Regions from separate parts of the Zea mays genome. Here region 2 is linked to region 1. Evidence: chromatin contacts called from public Hi-C data. All regions are on one chromosome and are shown on one strand. Each heading gives the region's core, a stretch centred on a gene start, on an enhancer-like site or on the middle of the called end of the contact. The rest is flanking DNA. Distances are from core to core; before and after follow the strand shown.

The links. A called contact is a pair of places that touch in the nucleus more often than the background predicts.
Region 2: a contact with region 1 is called in a Hi-C map of tassel, with 3 times the contacts expected there. The contact joins the promoter of LOC100278128 here to the promoter of LOC100277371 in region 1. A contact is called at or near these places in 3 of 25 Hi-C or Micro-C datasets (bundle sheath, leaf and tassel).

Annotation. Positions count from the first base shown.
Region 1 is chr6:106,463,235-106,468,990 of Zm-B73-REFERENCE-NAM-5.0, reverse strand. LOC100277371 reads left to right here and starts at 3,962. Exons shown (of 1, transcript XM_008650813.4): 1 at 3,962-5,147. The coding sequence starts at 4,557. The coding sequence ends at 4,877.
Region 2 is chr6:106,789,721-106,795,486 of Zm-B73-REFERENCE-NAM-5.0, reverse strand. LOC100278128 reads left to right here and starts at 1,527. Exons shown (of 7, transcript NM_001151506.2): 1 at 1,527-1,724; 2 at 1,827-1,870; 3 at 2,851-2,959; 4 at 3,255-3,318; 5 at 3,403-3,519; 6 at 3,735-3,843; 7 at 4,529-5,041. The coding sequence starts at 1,621. The coding sequence ends at 4,614.

The sequences.
Region 1 (5,756 bases), core at 2,713-5,212:
AATGCAATCAGAGTACCGCTTCTATGTCTGAAAACCGAAAGGAAAGATCGTTGAGCACTGAGTGTGCGACGACGATGGACCATTTACTATATTATCACTAGCTAGCTAGCTACCTCATTAGGCACGACGGGATGGAATTTGAATCGATCCTTACCTTCTCGACCGTGTTATATATATACTCTATATATATTATACTATCTGATGATGATAAAGAATGAGAATAGATATCCGATAATCTTCTCGGTGATCCGGTGGAATGTTATCGTTTGATCAATGCATGCATGCATGAGTCACACGATGATCGACCTTGTCTATCTGATAATCTTGCTTTTCCGCACAACTGCTGTGCGCCGTCAATGGCTGTAGAGCCCACAGGCACGCACAACAAAGCGATCGATGCCGCGTCAGTCCTCACCCACCCACCCAACGTCGGCCGCACATGGAGGAGACGACGGTATCCCGGGCCGACCAGAGCAGTCGCTGCTGCAAAAGGAAGCAGCGGGGGGCGGCGTCGACCCGATCCCCTCACGGCTGGCCTCCCGCCTCGCCTCCGCCGTCCGATGATGTCTCGCCGGAGGAGCTAGCATCCGGTTCCCAGCTAGCCGCCCGCGTTCGCATCGATGCCGCAGCGGGTGCTTTCCTCCCTGGCCCTCGGACACGGTTGGTTTCCTGGCTGGCCCGCCCGTTGCTTCGCTTTCGGCGCCTACGCACGTACGTGATCTGCTAGCCGGACCATCGAACGGAACTCCAGTTTGCGGTTGCGGCGACGGCGACTGCGAGGCCGGCCGGCCGTCCAACAAAGCTAGCGTCGGAAACGTGCAAGGATTCTTGTACTGTCGACCGCGGTTGGAAAAGGAAAAGGCAGGCACTTACGATCGGTCGGTCTCGGACGTTTTACGTGGATGCGCCGTCGCCGACTCGCCGTGGAACAGCACGTACGGCGACCTGACGCTGACCTACCAAAGTGAGGTCAAACCTGGTCTGCGGCACTCGGCATGGGGCCTGCAGTGATAGTGTAACGACGAGAACATGGGCAGATCATGATCTTTTTTTATACCCCCACTTTCAACCTATTTTATCCTTTTCCAAAACAAAACAAAAAATAAGGGAATGCCAATTTATATCTACTTTGAGGCTAAAACTGTTTTTACTATAGTGCAAAACCTAGCACACCCCCTTCCCTTGCTTTCACATCATGTCGTGAAGGTGGGCAACTTTTTTTTTAAACAAAAAAATACACATTTGACACCGGTCATGAAAGATATCACTCTTCTTTTTTTTCCAATACTATTTCTCTCTTATCGTCCTGCCACCACCGGAGCCCATCTTCTCACCGGCGGCCTCGACGGTGTGGTCCTGTCGATCGATGCCCATCAATGCTGGCCCAAAGGCGCGCGGCCTCGTCGACGCCCAAAGGCACGTACCCTATCGGGGCCTCGGGGGAGGACGCGAAGGCCAACCAAAGGTATGGTGTCGGGAGAGAGGTGTTGTCCTGACCTTCTCGACATATGAGCAGCTCCACCGCGGCTTAAATCTCAATATGTGTTTTAGTAATTGAGACAAGTAATGCATTAACCTCTACTTAAGTATTTTGACTAAGATAGATGATTAAACCCACAAACAAAAATTTGAGCAAGGTTAGCAACCATAGAAAAGGATGATGATTGCTAGAAAGGATGATCAAATACTCAACATTGAAACAGGAAGAAGAAAACCGAAATAAAATGACTCAAGACAAAGGCATAAAGTAGGACCTTTCGTTTTTTTACCGATCAAGATGAAATAGGGTGTGTGATCAGATTTAAAATAGACAGTCATACTTTTAAGAGGCGAGTTTAATTAGACAACTTAGGCTAACTGAGCAGGATTCCATCATGGCGAGCGAGCGAGCAAGTGTTCACAGCTTTGTCGCGGATTTCTCATCCGACGAACCTAGGTCGTAGGCTCCTCCCCATGCATGGACCAGAAGAAGAGGGATGAGAGAAAAGTCTAACAAGTGGAATTCACTCTTTGGTGAGAGAGGAAGTGATGGGAAGGTCTATAGATGACATGTGGGGTAAGAATAACAATTTTTTGAGAAAGCCACAACTGCTCAATCCAACAACTTTTGGCTTTCTCACAACCGAAACTTCACAACAATTTTTTCCCACATCCTACAACTAACGCCTACTCTTTGAAAAGTCATAAATCAACCAAAAACACTCTATGCCTCTGTCTATGCTGTATACTTTCCCAATTGCTCTTGCTCTAAGTAACATTACTCAAGATCACGTGATTTATATATGTGCATGGGTCGACAAATCTAGCCAACCCACCTGCGTTAGGCCCATCCAAACCAGGTGTGTTTGGTTATGCTTTTGAAACCTACTTCTGGGGTTTAGTTTTTTCACAACTACTTAAAAAAACAGTTTTTCTGTAGTACAAATTTGAAAGCACCTTAGACTCTGCTTTTGCTACTTATCGAAGTTCATTAAATTAATAAACAGCTACAATAAATTGAAACTAAAATAGGGTTAAAATAATTAAGTGTTATAATACATGGAATAAAAATACTTTAAAAAAATATTACAAATGGAATTAAACAATTATTTATTTGTAAAAAAATATTAGGAACACAAATGTGGAATCAGTTTTTTAATTAGATATATTGATTAAGAGATTTAGTTAAATAGAGTGTGTATCAACAATATATAATTTGTTTACAGTGAACAACTCACAACCATTTAAACCAAATAAATTTTAGTTTTTTTTTCTCACAACAGCTTTTTTACATCAGACAAGTCACAACATCTTTTTTACATCACACAACTAAACCAAACGCAAATGATTTTGACTGGATTTAGGTTTATACCCATCAGACCCGTAGGTCAGAAGTACCACCTAAAAATAAAGCGTGTTGTTCTTCCTTCAATCGTGAACTCGATCTCTCGCTCCTCACGAACTTGCATCGAAGTGTCGTCGTCGGTGCCAGCATCTTGTGGCATGATAGGAAAACCTTTGTATGCTTAATCGATCCGTCTCCGGTGTCTAAACCCTAAACCCAAAAACCTATGTATGCTTAATCGATCTGTCTCCTGTGACAGCTATTGCCTACGGTGCTGATGTGCATTGCAACTCATCTAGGTCTGTAAAACAAATAACACAAACAATTATAATAAAAACGCTAAACAGAAGGCACTCTTTTGTGCCTTTTTAGGCACCGATAACGGTCCTTTCCCCTAAGTTTGGGGGGTCGGGTTACCTGATTTTTTCGGGTCGTGTAATTCGGGTATTTGAAAATTTGGATAATGAGATCTGGGATCCGAAATATACCCATTTACAATCTCTACTCGAAATTTCGGGAACCCTAAAATTCAGGTTCGGGTTCAAATTTTCCCGAATTACCCGATTGTAGTAAATAATAAAGACGATAAAATTAAAATAAATATTCAACAAACCACACTACTTGTAAGTCTCAATTTCAATGTTCATATATTAGTGCATCACAAATTTACAACCACATTATAATAATACAAGGATTTAGTTAATTCGGGTAAAGGTAAATCGGATACCGAGACTTATAACCCGAATTAACCAAACTAAAATCGGGTTTTCAGATTTGCTATCTGAATTAGTGATCGGATATAATGGCTTTGGGTGATGAGTAGCGGTTTTTTTTGTCCCGCCCTATTTTCCCATCGCCACCACACCCCATATATAAACCTTGTAGCCAAGGCCTCCGCTCGCCGTTGAAATCCTGGTCAGCCCTTTCGTCTCACCTCATGCTTATTTTAGACTCCGGGAGCTCTCCTATCGTATTTATATTTTAAACTTAACTCTATAAATAATATTATGTATATTGTACAATGCAACCATGTACGACCCTGTTTGCTTCAGCTTTTTTAGTTTCTGACTACCAAAAAGTGTTGTGGATTGTCAAAACGCTCAGCTTTTTAGCTAGCTTCTATAAAAATGGATTTGGCAAAAACTATTCAAAATCAACATAAACACATAATCGGTCAAGTCGTTGCAATAGTAGGAATCCATTATTTTCTAATCATAAATCCTATGAACATATTTATCTTTCTCCGCACGTAATCACAGCGATACTCAGATTCTCTTTACAACGTAATCACAGACAGATTCTCGTAAAAGCCAGTAAAAAAAACTGAATCAAATAGGACCATAGTGGCATAGTCTGCTCGAGACAGTCAGCAGCTTGCATCGCGCATGGGCCCACCTAACGACGCATTCATTTGTTCCTCGCGCATGGGACCACTCTAGCGGTCGCTTGCAGCCACGCCGTGTCCCGTCCGCGGCAGCCCACCCCAACAGGCGCAGCGCGGGCCGCTCCCGTCTCCTCGTCCCCTTTTAAGCGAACCGCCACCTCCCCTTCGCCTCCAACTCCAACTCCAAGGCTCCAACGCATCTGCACTTCCTTCTCCTACAAAATCGCAGCAGCACTTCTTCCTCCACTTCCCAAATCAAAGCAGGACCAGCGCGCGCGCAGTGATCTAGGGCGAAGCAAAGCGAGGAACAGGGACCGTCTCGTTGGGCCCGGAAAACTGGCGAGATCGATGGACGCTGCCGCGGAGGCCTCAACGCCGTCGTCCCCGTCGAAGCTGCGCGACAAGCTGCGGACCACGGTGTGCTGCTGCTTCGGCGTGGAGAGGGCTCGGTGGCGGCGGCGGCGGGGGGCGGCGACGGCCGCGGGCGAGTTCCGCTACGACCCGCTGAGCTACGCGCTCAACTTCGACGAGGGCGAGGACGACGACGCCTACGCGGACCCCGCCGCGGCCTTCCGGTACAGGAACTTCAACGCGCGCCTCCCGCCCTCGCCGGCCGCCGCTGCCGCGGTGAGGACCCAGCGGCCGCAGCGGGCCACGGCCACCGCCTGACCGCCCATCGCTTAGAGTTAAGATCGTGCTCCGCGATGTCTCTCTCTTTTTGGTTTGTTTGTTTGTTTGGCCCTCCTCTCTTGCAATTGTACGATCTACTGAGCGAGCGACATACAGCTACTTACTTTTAGTGAATTATTATCGTGTTATAGATACAGTGTACTCTTGTAACATGTAGGAATGTTCCGATGTGTTCAGTACGAAGCGGGAGTGATGAACCCTAGAAATTGGGGCTTTGATTCCAGAAAGAAATCTCCTCTTGTTCTGTCTCTCTATCTTTTGCCCTCTCTTTTGTCTGAGAAGAAGCAAAAACAATCTCCCCCCTGGAAAATAGTAATCTATAGAATGAAACAACATCCCGAGAAATACATTTCTCTCGTCTCTTGAATAGTCATTCGATTTTAGTTTTTTTTTGTTTTAGTAAAATTGCATAATCTATGGTATAAATAAAAATAAAAATTAGTTTTATAGTAAATTTGTTTAGAAATGTAAAGTATCGTCGCTGGCACGGTCCCGTAATTGCATTCTTCTCTGTGACACCGAGGGAGTAGGGGAAAGAAAACTGCTGTCACATATGGACGCGCGTGTGGTCGACGAAGGAAAGGGATAATTTTTGTAGCATGGGAAAAAAATATGCGGAACCAGACGCTATCGCGTTGCTGACTCATGAGCCCACTTGGCTAGAGTAGAGTAGTACTCGTTGGCGTCAAGCGCGCGTGATGTGATTGTGTGGCGCAGCCGTGCGAAGTGACTGGCACTGGCACTGGCAGGATGCAACGGGCACGTTGAAGGTTTCAACGAGTTGCTGTGAAGCCCCGTCGTGGACTGCTCGTGCTCGGTGTCGAGCTCTCTCTGTCATTGGATTTACTCGTGATGGTA
Region 2 (5,766 bases), core at 278-2,777, 330 kb before region 1:
TCGGTTTTTACCGAAAAACCGAAGTAAAAAACCGAAACCAAACTTCTTGGTTTTTTATTTTCTAGAAAACTGACTGGTTTCTAATGTCTAGAAAACCAAAGTTTTTTAAAACCGAAAAACCGAACCGAAATTTAAAAAAAAAACCGAATGCCCAACCCTAGATCTCTGGCACCTGTAGGCTGTTAAATCAATTAATTATCCTCAGCGAATATTACCAGGGGTTGTTTATTGCCAAACCACGGTTTGGTGTGGACGCATGGTGATCTAGCACGGCTCTGATTGGGCGTATAATCTGGTCTACGACTATGCCTGTGGCCTGTGGGCCGTGGCACTTGGATTCTCGGGGAAGGCTTCATGCTTCTACGTGTATTTTTAAAAGGACCAAAGTACTAGGATAAATATTTTAATTTGGACGACCTACTTACTTGTGGTACAAGAAGGAATTAAATAAGATCAACTTGTGTCAAGTGTCACGTGTGGGGGGTTAATTTGCCCTCTATGTTATTTATCAGTATTACTTTTCCAAATACAAAAAAAAGGTCGGAAGCTATTGGTGAATGTTTCGAGCTCTAAAACGTCGTATAACTTCAAAGAAGTGAGTATTCTAGTTGCCATTATCCGATCATCCACTGAAATATCTAGATCATAAAGTAAAGCAAGAATGAGTAGATTGTGACCGTGCTGTGGACGATTCAACGAGACGGTACGGCCAAGAACAACTTTTCAGGCTTTTGTTTGGATATTTTAGTAGCTGACGCGCGAAAGATTTTATAGCAATCTAAATTCTAAAAAGGTTGTCGGAGCAGGACATTGTATTCAACGGAATGATAAATAGTACGTGCACGTCAAATACCTGTAGTAGGATTCATTCATGCGAATGCGATCATCACGCTACCGATTCCGGGATAGCCTGGCTCCATGGGATTGGGCCGGCCGGGTCTCGGTTTAGACTAGAGACTGGTCTAGCCGACCTACTGCATGCACACTTGTCCGTTTCTCAGTGGGAGAATTCATATCACCAGCATGCGTCCACATTAGCTCATAAATAGCTCGGCAATGAGATGGAATTGGACATTTGAAAACAATACCTAGACCAAAAAAAAAACGAAAGTATATTGGTTATGAAACATTACGGTGGTCTGCTGGAACAGGATTGCCATCGTCATTTCTATTCCACTGGTGGTAAGACAGCATGAGTCATGTTTTTCTGTTGTAAAACTGTGAACGACTGTACCTGCCTTCTCTGAACGCTGAGTAGTCTGGCTGGGGGTCATAAAACCTGCAAAATGGTCATGGGTATACCTGCCACCCCACCAAAGGCGATAGACACCTATTTCTGTTTCTTTTATCATTTATAAAATTTTCGAACATTTTAAACATAAAAAAAATGAAAAGCTACACAGATCCCACGGTTTGCCGGGCCGGATCACTAGCCTAGCCCAACAGACCCAAATAGTACACATTGAGTTTGGGCCCAAATATAATGAGCCCGCCGTCTCCTTGACCGAAGCCCACTCTGAGAAACAGATCGAACAGAAGCGCAGCCATCCATCAGCTATTCATTCAGCTATCACAAAAGAAAAAAAAAAGGCCGCGACGAGCCGACGAGCAACGACGACCATGGCGACGATGGCCGCTTCTTCCTGCCACGGGCAACTTCTCCTGTTTCTCCTCGTGGCCGTCGCGTCGGCCTGCCTCGGCTCCGCGGCAGCGCATCAAGCCGGGTAGGTGTACCTGTCCTAAACCTCCCCTCGTTCCGTGATCTGATCGGCCGGATGCTTTGCTGACGGCTCTCCCGATTTGGCTCATGTGCTTGGTGGCTCTAGATCTGGAGAGGGCTACACGATCGCTGGCCGCGTCAAGATCGATGGTAAGTGATTCGGCTCCCACTGAATTCGGCCGTATTCGTATTTAGGTTCTTGCAGGTGCTAGGTTTGCGGCGTTTAGGGATTGTGTAAGTGTAATTAAGTTATAAATTAGTTGCGCCTTATATTGTGCTGGGGTCGATCTTTTTTTTCTTCTTCTATTGCTGGATGTGCCTGTATTTTGTGTAGATGTCAAACAATTCATGTGTCTAAAGCTGCGAACTGAAGCAATTTCGATTGGTAGGAAATTAGTAGTATGCGACCATCCACTGACTGTTGAACTGATGCAAATTGACGATGCCCTGTTGCTCGTTGGTTTTGGGATCTTCCGTGGTAAATGATTTTGTGAAGTTTTAGCTAAATTTATAGCTTGCAAACTTAAAGTACGGCCCTGAATTGTGCAAGCGTGTGTATGCCTGTGTTCTGTTCCTGTTGTCTGGTGCTTACTGCAACTGAAATGAATTATCAGCTAAGTTCTGTTCAAAAAGGGAAGTATACAGATGTACAAATTCTGAAGCTGACATGTTGATTTATGCTAATATCATTGTAGAAACCTAATGGATTTGCAATAAGATCTTGCTTCTATGATAGAATGATGACATGTCAGCGTGATTTTTGATAAGGTGCCTGCAATTGGAGGGGCTCTGATATGTTTTTTGTTCGGCATCTCTCTCTCTCTCTCTCCACTACTAAACTAGTTTTCTTGATGTGTGGATGCATTGCTATCTTACTATGATGTTTTGACCAATGCTTCTGATAAGGTTTGTCGGAAGTAAGCCAAAATTGATACAAATTAAACAATGAATGAATGTGTGTATGTGTCTTCTTCCCTGAGAGTACTTTTAGCTTATGGATACTAGTTATGGGATTTTTCAGTGTAGGATTTGTTCATTTAGATGTTTATTGCACCTTGAAGCATGCTTGGAACCTAAAAGCTACTAACCCATGCTGTCTGTCTGATGTGATCTTTGTGTTATGGATATAGGCACGAGCGTGAAGGGCTTTGGTCTTGCAACAAAGACATCAAACACAAAAGTGATACTTAATGGCGGCCAGAGGGTTACATTTGCCAGGCCAGACGGCTACTTTGCATTGTATCCTACAAAAGATGCATTGCCATAAGTTCAATTTTATTCTGATTTTTCCTGGAAACTTCATCTATTAAAATGATATAGCTCGTACTATCATACATTTATCTGTTTGTTGTTGGTAAAATTGATGCCGAGGGATGGGTATGTACTAAGCAAAGAAACTGTAGCTCTCATCATGCGCATACCATTAATTCTTGCCCGCTCTTGGGTATATCTTTCATTGTATACAATTATAGATCAGTGTTAGGAGATCACTATATTTGCTTTATTGTTGGCTCCTTGACCTGATATACTTTAGCCACAACGTGCCAGCTGGAACTCATCTGATTGAGGTCTCCTCAATTGGTTACTTCTTTTCCCCAGTAAGTATTTATTCCTTGATTTTGTTAGTATGGTGAAGGGAAATGAATACAGGTAATTTACTCCATATTTCTTGTAAATGATAGGTTCGCGTAGATATCAGTGCAAGGAATCCTGGTTATATTCAAGCAGCATTGACTGAAACTAGAAGAGTTCTAAATGAGCTTGTCCTGGAACCTCTGAAAGAAGAGCAGTACTATGAGGTAGGTATTGCTAAATATTTTTTTGTATACTTGTTTCCTCGGAGTCCTCACTTCTCACTGCTGACTCATGTTGGGTTTGATCTGGCCTATCCCAACTTGCTTTTGCTTTGGGCTAAAAGGCTTCATTGTTGTTACTACTGTGTTCTTCACTTCCTACTTTTGTCAAGTATTATGAAAACAACCTCTTTAAATGTTTCATTTTTCAATCTTTCAAGGTTAGGGAGCCTTTCTCCGTCATGTCACTTTTGAAGAGCCCCATGGGGTTGATGGTTGGTTTTATGGTCTTAATGGTCTTTGTGATGCCCAAGATGATGGAGAACATAGGTATATTACTATATTTGACCTCTTTTACATCAGATGGATACAAGCTTTCAGTTAGTATGTTGCACTAAAAGCTTGCAATTAGCAAACATCAGCTTTCTAATAACAGTGTTGTTTGAGCTTTATGCAATTTTATAGAGTAAGCAGGGCATCAAGTTTATTAGTTTAAACTGTTGTGCTTCTGGATTTCTTGGTTATAATCTGTCCTTTCTGTAATTATATTACTAATGACATGGGCCGTGATGATTTTCATTATCTAAAACTTCTCATGTTTGTGTTGTTTGTCTTATACTTGCTAAACACATTATTTATATTTAGTTCATTTTTACCTGTAACCTATATACTTCAACGTTTCATCTTAAAATTTCAATACAGTAAGTTAACAATGTTAGAACCTCCCAGATTCACTTGAGAGAAACCTTGGAGAGCTGTTTTTTTCCCTATGATCATATCAGTTGTAGGCCTCGTGATGTATTTTGTCATTATTGATCTTATGTTCCTCCTAGAGCTTATAAAATGGTTCTACGCAGATAACCCTTTTCATTTATTGATTGTGGGATGTTTTAGTTATCGTTAAATGCTGAAATTACAGTTGCACTTCAATTACGTAGTTTTTCTTCAGCTTTTGAAATGCTAATACTGATTTCGTTTCTATATATGCCTAACTGAATTTACTCTTGTGATGAAGATCCTGAGGAGATGAAGCAAGCTCAAGAACAAATGAGGAACAACCCCGTATCATTGTCTGGCTTGCTAGCCAGAGCGCAGGGCTAGAAGTAGCACATGAGGATGCTGCAAGGGTCTAGATTCTATAATGTGTTTAAGGGCAGTACTGAAGTGCTTGACATGCCATGTCACTCGGAGTAATTTCCTGGGGACAAGGTGGAAACTCTTTCCCCTGTTTTTACTGTATTTTAACTTGCAGTTTTTCTGTTAGGGCTTGTTCGGTTATTTTCAATCCATATGTATTGGAGGGGATTGATACGGATTGGAGGGGATTTTGACTTTGAATCCCCCTCAATCCATATGGATTGGGGCAGAACCGAACATGGCCTTATGTAGAACCTTCTGAAACCTCTAGCTGAGCTAGTCATTTGGCACATCATATAACCACACATTGAGATATTCTTGTTCAATTTGTATTGTATGAATCAGCTGAATCTAACACATTGATTAGTCATCGGACCGCGGCTGCACCCAGCAGGCATACTTGTTTATTTGACTTGGCTAAATATTTGACTTGTAGTTTAGCCTGAAAAGGATTAGAAGGCCTAGAAGAGGATTTGAATAAACTTTTTTATTCTGCAAACAGTGTAAAAGAGTATTTTGGGTGGTGCTCTCGTGCAAGTAGATCGGGATTACATCCAAATGAACAACAAACACGAAATAGAGCTTAAGATAATATACAAAACAGAGCACAAGATAAGAATAAGATATTTATCATAGAGATTTTTTGCATATCCTTGCAATTTTATCTAGTGCCTTATTTGTCAGCATAAATGTTCTAATCTCTTCTATACCATTCATATACAATTTCTTACCCTTCCATTCCATCGCAAGTGGCGTAAAACCGTTTCAACAGTTCACTCGTATGGTCACCCAAAAAAATGTTTTACACTGTAGATTACATTGTTCGCATAGTATAGTTTGGATATGAGGATGTGAATGAGTAAACTGCTGGAGATAGACTAAGAGGATAAGAAAATTGCATGTCATAATCCCTTCTATGACATGACACTGGCGATGACATGGTAGGATGATAAAATACATTCTATATGAGATTTATAATGACAAATAAGGTACTAGACAAAATTATAGTGGCATACATAGAATTGCCTTTTATCATATGATTTAGCTCACCACCTAAGTTTGTATAAGTCAAAATTGTTGAGAAAGCCACCCAAAGCTTGGACATCGAACCCTATC